2 separate regions of the Canis lupus genome follow, and region 1 is linked to region 2. Evidence: chromatin contacts called from public Hi-C data. All regions are on one chromosome and are shown on one strand. The core of a region is the stretch at or near the end of the contact, and the rest is flanking DNA. Distances in the headings are between cores, read along the strand shown.

What was found. A called contact is a pair of places that touch in the nucleus more often than the background predicts.
Region 1: a contact with region 2 is called in a Hi-C map of blood, with 1.9 times the contacts expected there. The contact joins the promoter of LACTB2 here to the enhancer-like site in region 2. A contact is called at or near these places in 2 of 9 Hi-C or Micro-C datasets (amygdala and blood).

What each region holds. Positions count from the first base shown.
Region 1 is chr29:20,229,206-20,232,921 of UU_Cfam_GSD_1.0, reverse strand. It overlaps LACTB2 (endoribonuclease LACTB2), which reads left to right and starts at 1,474. Exons shown (of 7, transcript XM_038579500.1): 1 at 1,474-1,659. The coding sequence starts at 1,538. All of the region lies in intron 2 of XKR9 (XK-related protein 9), which reads right to left.
Region 2 is chr29:19,764,247-19,768,360 of UU_Cfam_GSD_1.0, reverse strand. NCOA2 (nuclear receptor coactivator 2) reads left to right here. Exons shown (of 23, transcript XM_038579485.1): 14 at 1,751-1,969. Among named protein-coding and RNA genes, the nearest start is that of PRDM14, 62 kb to the right of the region's middle. Within about 2 kb of position 1,485, at least 3 of the 20 cell types and tissues checked have an H3K27ac peak or open chromatin away from gene starts, as enhancers often do. A contact at or near this core is called in blood, where this site is marked.

The sequences.
Region 1 (3,716 bases), core at 225-2,724, 460 kb before region 2:
AGAAGAAAATAGAAGACAACACACTTGTGTTCATTGTGGATGTCAAGGCCAATAAGCACCAAACAGGCTGTGAAGAAGCTCTATGACATGGATGCGGCCAAGGTCAACACCTTGATCAGGCCTGATGGAGAAAAGAAAGTATATGTTCAACTGGCTCCTGACTATGATGCTTTGGATGTTGCCAACAAAATTGGGATCATCTAAGCTGAGTCCAGCCAGCTATAAATCTAAATTTTTTCGCCATTAAAAAAAAAAAACTAACGATTTGTAAAATACTGTACAAATTGTATTTTCTTTAGAAACATCTGCAAAGGGCAGCCCTGGTGGCCCTGGTTTAGCACCACCTTCAGCCTGGGGTGTGATCCTAAGAGTGTCTGGATCGAGTCCCGCGTCGGGCTCCCTGCATGGAGCCTGCTTCTCCCTCTGCCTGTGTCTCTGCCTCTCTCTCTCTCTCTCTGTCTGTCATGAATAAATAAAATCTTAAAAAAAAAAAAAATCTGCAGAAAAAAAAAAGTTAAAATACGTTTCCTAAGTTTTAGAAAGCGCAAGCATCTATCAATTTCTCATTTTGAAAAAGACGGCGGGCTGCGGCGGGGGATACATGCCAGATCTCTCTGGAGGTTGTGCTTACGTACAATGATCATAATTCAAAGAAACGGGTCGTAGGATCTGTGCATTTCCTCCTAGGTAAAAACTGTAACTCGATTTCTTTTTTTTTTTTAATAGGGAGCGGTAGTTAGTAGCGAGAAAGTCCTCGCGGAGAAAACGCCTCAGGGCCGACCTAGGCGTCTGCACAGGAGCCTCACGCGGCGGGAGCCGCAAGCTCCTCGAGTCTGACGCGCTGGGGGCCAATGCGAGGGCCAGGGCTAGGGACGAGCCTTCCGACGCCGGGGGCGGGGGCGGGGGGCCACAGCTGTCACTGGCAGGTCTCCCAGTCTCCGTTTTCTCATCTGTAAGGCAGACCCCAAAAATAGCGCCTTCCTCTTCGTGTTGTCGTGAGGATTAAACGAGACGGCGTTAGCCCGGCGGTAAACACTGAGGAAACACGAGCTGCCGCCGTGACAGGGGGCGCACAGCGTTCTGCCCCCGCCCACGCCCACGCCCCGCCCACGCCCCGCCGCTGCCCGAAAGTAACAAGCCACCCGCCCCAGGGTCTCGCGTCCCGCAGCGCCCCCCACACCTGCCTGCCCTGTGCTCCGCCACAAGACTCCCCGGGTCAAAAGGTCTCTCGTCCACCGGGATGACCTGGCCACAGACTCCCGTGAAGGCGCCAGGCTCCGTGACACGCGGCAGCGCTCGGCCGGCGGGACGCAGCCTCGCCTCAAGACGCCTCGCGCCACGCGCCACGCGCCACGCGCCCTCGCCCGCCGCCCGCCTCCCGCCTCCGCCTGCGGAGCCCCGGCGGCGTCACGTGACGCCCGGCCCCGCCCCCCGCCCCGCTCGCGCTGCGTCGGGCCGCCCGCTGGCCCCGCCCCGTCTCCACCCCGCGCCGCGGCCCCGCGGCCAGTTCGGCGCTCGGCTTGCGGCGGGTGTAGGCATGTCTGCGGTCCTGCAGCGCATCGAGCGGCTGTCCGGCCGGGTGGTGCGCGTCCTGGGCTGTAACCCGGGGCCCATGACCCTGCAGGGCACCAACACCTACTTGGTAGGGGTCGGCACCAGGTAAACGGCCCTGTTCCTCTCCGACCAACCCCTCGGCCTGCGCGGCGCGGAGCGGGCGCGGGCACGGCTGCCGGCCGGGGGCGGAGGGGGCGGGCGTCCTCTGCAGCGGGCGGCTCGGCTCCAGCCCCGGCCGCGCTGCCCCACCCGGGACCCCTCCTAAAGCACCGCGATGCCAGAGGGTAACCTCTCTAACTTAAAAAATGGCTAATGAGGGAGACATCATGAAGAAGGAGGGGAAAAAAAAAGAAAAAAAAAAGAAACCCTTCCTGTTTTTGAAACCCAGTTGACTTTGCTTGATGTGGAATGCCAGGGTGAGTGTCTAAGCTGTTGCGAAATTAGGATCGCCTGGAGTTAAGAATCCGGGAGGGCATGTGACTTTGCTCACCTTGTGACTTCCGCTAGTGTTTTGCTCAGAATGTAGCTTAACACTTCCCAAAAGCGGTGAACTGTGCGGAGGCCTTTTTCTTAACTCAGCAGCAGAGGGCAGGATTTTCTTGTTTCCAGATTGCTCGAGTCTGTGAAAGAGCCCCTTAGCGACTCGGGAAAGAGGAGCCAAACTAACTGATTTGGGTTTTTGTGACTATAGTATAGCCCCATTTATTTTGCAGGTGGGGTAGCCTTTCTGAATTTTTCTCTTGTTCACCCGCATTGTTTTAGTGAATTATGCAGAAGTGGGGAGATGTGGTGCGCTGCCCGAGTGTGCATCAGTTTTTACATGCATGGTCTTTACTTAGTACAAGGTAAAAGTAAGATACAGTTCCCCCTTGAGCATAAAATTTAGTTGTGTATTACAAGATGTGTTAATATAATTGATTTCTGAAAACAGTTTAATAATGATTTGAGTTTCCATTTGAAGTATCTGCTGCCTTTTACTAGTCACAGATTTTTAGGTGGAGCAAGATGAAGGGACTGGAAGTACTGAAGTCAGACAAGCAAAAGTTAGGTTCAGAATAAACAAGGCAGGGTCAAGTAGGTACAGGAGCTTTAGGCTGCCTCCAGAATCTAGGAGGATTGAGAATTCAGAAAAAAATACCTTAGGTCTAGGGTAAGAGTCTGTCTTGGCTGGGACTCCCTCACCCCAAGAAGTCCACAGGCATTCTCTTTTCTCTTTGGTGTGTCATGTTGAGGTAGTGCTAATCAGTATGTATTCTAAAAATTAAACGTACTCAAAATTACCCTAAGAAGTCTCTTTGGAGGCGCTGTGTTAGAGGTTGTGTGCTATCTCATAATAAGTTAGGTGCAGCCTGCTTTTCTTCCAGCAATGAAGCAGATGGCTGGTTCTGTTTGAAAACCAGATGAAGAAGTTGGCTTGCGTTTAGGGGCCATGTTGTATGAAAAATACATACTGTATCTTTAAACACTGGAACCACATTCAGTATAGCAAAGTGGTTATGCTAAGAGACAAAGAACCTGAAAGTGACTGAGGGAAGACATTCATGGTCTCCCACTTTACACCACTTACACTGCCACTCACATAAACTCGTGGGGTAGAATGGCCAGTGGAATCACTGTATGTATATGACATAGGACGAATCCATATAGTTGAGCTAGAATAAGTTAATGTGTAGATGATGTAACTCTACTGTATAAAGCAGAAGTCAGGTGGCAAGAGATGAATATTAATTGGGTCCAAGTAAGAGGTTCAGATGTTGGTATCCCCCCGTGCTGCACAAAACCAGTTCTAAGATCATTTGATTTGCCAACATCAGGTTCTCCTGGTTTCCTCTTACCTCTCTAAGCTGTTCTTTCACAATCTCCTTTATAGAATCAGCCTCTTTACCAGATCTTTAAGTGTTTGAGTTCCTAAAGATGTAATCTTAGTCTCTCCTCTTCTCATGCTATATTCCCTACTGAGGTGATCTGGTCTACTTCTTTGGCATCACCTATTTTCTATCCATTAGTAGCTCCCAACTTTATGGCTCCAGTCTAGATAAAAAGTTCAAACTTGATCTTCAGGCTAGGAGAGCCCACTGCTTTTCCTAAATCTCTACTTGGATGACACAGCCACTTGAAACTCCGTGTTTCACAAACTGAACTCAGGGGATTCTCCACTAAAC
Region 2 (4,114 bases), core at 236-2,735:
ATAACTGGTGTCCAGACTCTGAAGATCATACAATGCCTGTGCTTTGTTTCAAAGAAGAAAAAGAAAAAGCCTGAAAGATTTGTAGACCCCAGTTACTATAATTGCATGGATATTGTTGAATTACAGGTCATTTTTCCTTCTGCTTTCTAGACTTGCTATAATCTTGTTATATTATTTAGAGGCTAGATTTTTTGAAAAATACAATGCCTTTTCTCCCATAATACATTTGTGTAGTTCAAATTTAATCTTCAGATGTTTTTTTAAAACATGTATTATTCTCTGGGGCACCTGGGTGGCCCAGTTGGTTAAGCATCTGCCTTTGGCTCATGTCATGATCTCAGGGTCCTGGAATTGAGCCCCTCTCCCTGCTTGTGCTCTGTCTCTCTCAAATAAGTAAATAAAATCTTTAAATAAAATTTTAAAATTATATATTACTATAATACTCTAACTTTTTCAGTGAACTTAATTACCTTTTATTCTTAATAATCCTAATGTAGCACATTCTCATTTCACCAATGAAAATCCACCCACAATACATGTACTCTCCATTTCTTAAATATACTCTATTTTTAGTTATCATAATTAAAAGTAAATGAAAGCAAGCCATCTATTTGAAAGCAGCACTTCTGTTTTTTCTTTTAAGATTTTATTTATTTGAGAGAGAGAACGCACAAGTGGTGGAAGATGAGAGGCAGAGGGAGAAGCAGACTCCTTACTGAGCAGGGAGCCCAACTGCAGGGCTCAATCCCAGGACCTGGGATGATCCCATGATCCTGGGATCATGATCCTGAGCCACCCAGGTGCCCCATAATGAAAGTAGAACTTTTATATATCCATCACTAAACATTTCAAAATGAGAGGTTCTTACTTGGGAGTTTTTCCCCTTTAGAATATCAAGTCTTAGCAAATATTTAGCCACTGTCAGCATTCCCAGGGGCTAGGCCAGAGAGACCAAACACAAGGATCCTTGATCCTTGGAGTATTATGCTCTTATTGTTAAGTGTGGCCGCATAACTATTAATATCTCAAGTGTAAAAGGATCTTTACCAATCTGCCCTAACCCATTCTAGAGCTATATAATTAGGAATGTGTTAGTCCAGGTATATTGAAGTTAACCTATAAAAGTAGGAGTCTCTTGCCTTGGATATAAAAAACTGTAGAAGAAAGATCCTGTAAATTCTTCATGTTTTAGAGGCTACCATGGTCACTTTTGAAGCTTAACAAATTATAATACTCTGAAAGGGATTTGGGGATTTAAAAACCTGACATCATAAAAAAATTAAAATTAAAATTAAAAAAATAAAAACCTGACATCAGCTTCATGGGATATTCTGTGATTTGGGTTTATAATTAGAGTATTGATTATCAGTTTAAACCTTGTTTCTCTACCGTACCTCCCTTTTGGAAAGTAAAGCATTGACGTGTAGATCAGCTAATGTGATTCACTTCCTGAGGAAGGAAGTTGGGGTTATCCACACACCACAGCACCTGTTTCTAAGTACATATGGGAACAATTTTAACAGCTTTTCCGAACTCTAAAGAGTGGCAAGTCTATGCTTTGAAAAACTGTTGAAATTGCCAACTCTTGTTTCTTAGCTGAGGGTCCGTGTCTGTCCCAACAGGGGCGTTAACTCTTGGGCTGTGTATTACAGAGTGATTGTCTTATACACAGTAGGCTCATCTAGTGTTCATACGTGCTGACTATGTTTTCAGTTACTCCATGTCTCAGTTTCCTTTGGCTTGCCTACAGGAATGATTGGTAGTAATGCTTCCCGGCCCACTATGCCATCTGGGGAATGGGCACCACAGAGTTCTGCTGTGAGAGTCACCTGTGCTGCTGCTACCACCAGTGCCATGAACCGGCCAATCCAAGGAGGTATGATTCGGAACCCAACAGCCAGCATCCCCATGAGACCCAACAGCCAGCCTGGCCAAAGACAGATGCTTCAGTCTCAGGTCATGAATATAGGTAAGATAGTTGTAGTGCTTTTTTTTTTTTTTTTTTTAAAGATTATTTCTTTATTTGAGAGAGAGAACACAAGGAGGGGGGGTGCAAAGGAGAGGAAGAAGCAGGCCCATTAAGCAAGGAGCTGACACAGGGCTCAATCCTAGGACACGAGATCATGACCTGAACAGAAGGCAGACGCTTAATGGACTGAGCCACCCAGGTGCCCCTCTAGTGCTCTTTGCTTTTAATTTTCATGCTTTCTTAGAAAAGAATAAGAGCTCCAAAAATTATTTTAAGATATGCTCCTCATTTGCAATTTAGGTGATTCCCCTCATGTCAAGCTGTCATAAGTGAGATTTTTGCTGGAACTCTGTATAGAATCATAGAATCTCAAAAGCTTTCTAGTTACATTAGAGAACCAACTACCTATGTGATGTTGTATTTTTATTAAATTGTCTAATCTCAACTTTTCTGGGAAGTGAATTGGAGTATCATACTGTAAATGTTTTATATATATATATTTTTTTTTTTAATATTTCAATGTTTCAGAATTGGTCCTAACTCTGGGTGATTATCAGAATCATCTCAGGACATTAAGATGCAGATTCTTGAGCCACCATCCTAGACTATTAAACCAGACTTTCCAGGGTCCTCTCTGAAGGTACAAGGTCTTCTAGACTATCTCACGAAACGTGAGGATCACTAAAATTCTTTTTTCTTTTTTTTTTTTAAAGATTTTTATTTATTCATGAGAGACCGAGAGAAGGCAGAGAGAGATAGGCAGAGGGAGAAGCAGGCTCCTCGCAGGGAGCCTGATGTGGGACTTGATCCTGAGACCCCGGGATTATGCCCTGAGCCAAAGGCAGATGCTCAACTGCTGAGCCACCCAGGCATCCCCAAAATTCTATTGGATACAGTTCATGTGTTATTAAAATTAATGCCCTGATAGATTATATGATACCATTTGTATGAAATGCCCAGAATAGATAAATTTGTAGTGAAAGAAAATAGATAAGTGGTTGCCTAGGGTTTGGGGTGTGGGGAACATGGGGAGTGACTCCTAATGGTCATGGGGCTTCTTTTTGGGAGAATGAGAACATTCTAAACCCAATTGTCATGATGGTTGTACAACCCTGCAAATTTACTGAAACTCACTAAGTCATATACTTTAAATGGGTGAGTTATGTGCCATGTGAATTATATCTCAGTAAAGCTGTTTAAAAAAATTCATGGTCTGAAAAAATAATTCATGGTCTGTACAACTCACACTTGAGTGATATTTTCTTAATCACTTACATTAGCCTTCTTCTAAATCTTGCATATTAGCATAATTCAGATAAGTTAATGTTTATGTACTTCTTCATATACTTAGATATTGTGCAATGAGTAAGCACTAAATCATTATCGGAAAGGTACCAGGATTGTTTTGACAAGACAACGCAGAATTCTCATCCTACTTCTGGCCTCCGCTTTCTTACCTAGTTATGTAATTGCTCAGCACATTTTGACTTGTTTCTGAGAGGTGACGTTCAGATAGCCTTCCTGCAGAGAAGGATGAGTGGTTCAAATTGATGAGTGGTTTCCAAACATAAATTCGTATGCTTTGAGGCTGCTATGGAACAATGCTAAAAATGACCAGATTTTCATGTAAAATTAAACTGGAAAATTTTTTAATGTATTGATTCATTCATTTAAATATCATAATTAAGGGGCACCTAGCTGGCTCAGTTGGTAGAGCATGTGACTCTTGAGTTCAGGACCGTAGGTTTGAGCCTCATGTTGGGTGTAGATGCTACTTGATTATATATATATATGTTTATATATAAATAAATATATAACATAATTAATAAATTCCTTATATCCAGAAATTGAATTTGTTCTCCATATTTCTTTATTTATTTTTTTTAAGATTTTATTTATTCATTCATGAGAGACATACAGAGAGAGGCAGAGACATAGGCAGTGGGAGAAGCAGGCTCCCTGTGGGGAGCCTGATGCGGGACTCAGTCCCAGGACTCTGGGATCACAACCTGAGCCAAAGGCAGTCATTCAGCCACTGACCCACCCAGGGTCAGTTTCTTTATTGAAGGGCACCTCACCTGGCCTTTGCGCTTTATTGTGTAGCTGAATTTCTCTGATTTTTAATAAATTCAAAAAGCCATGAAC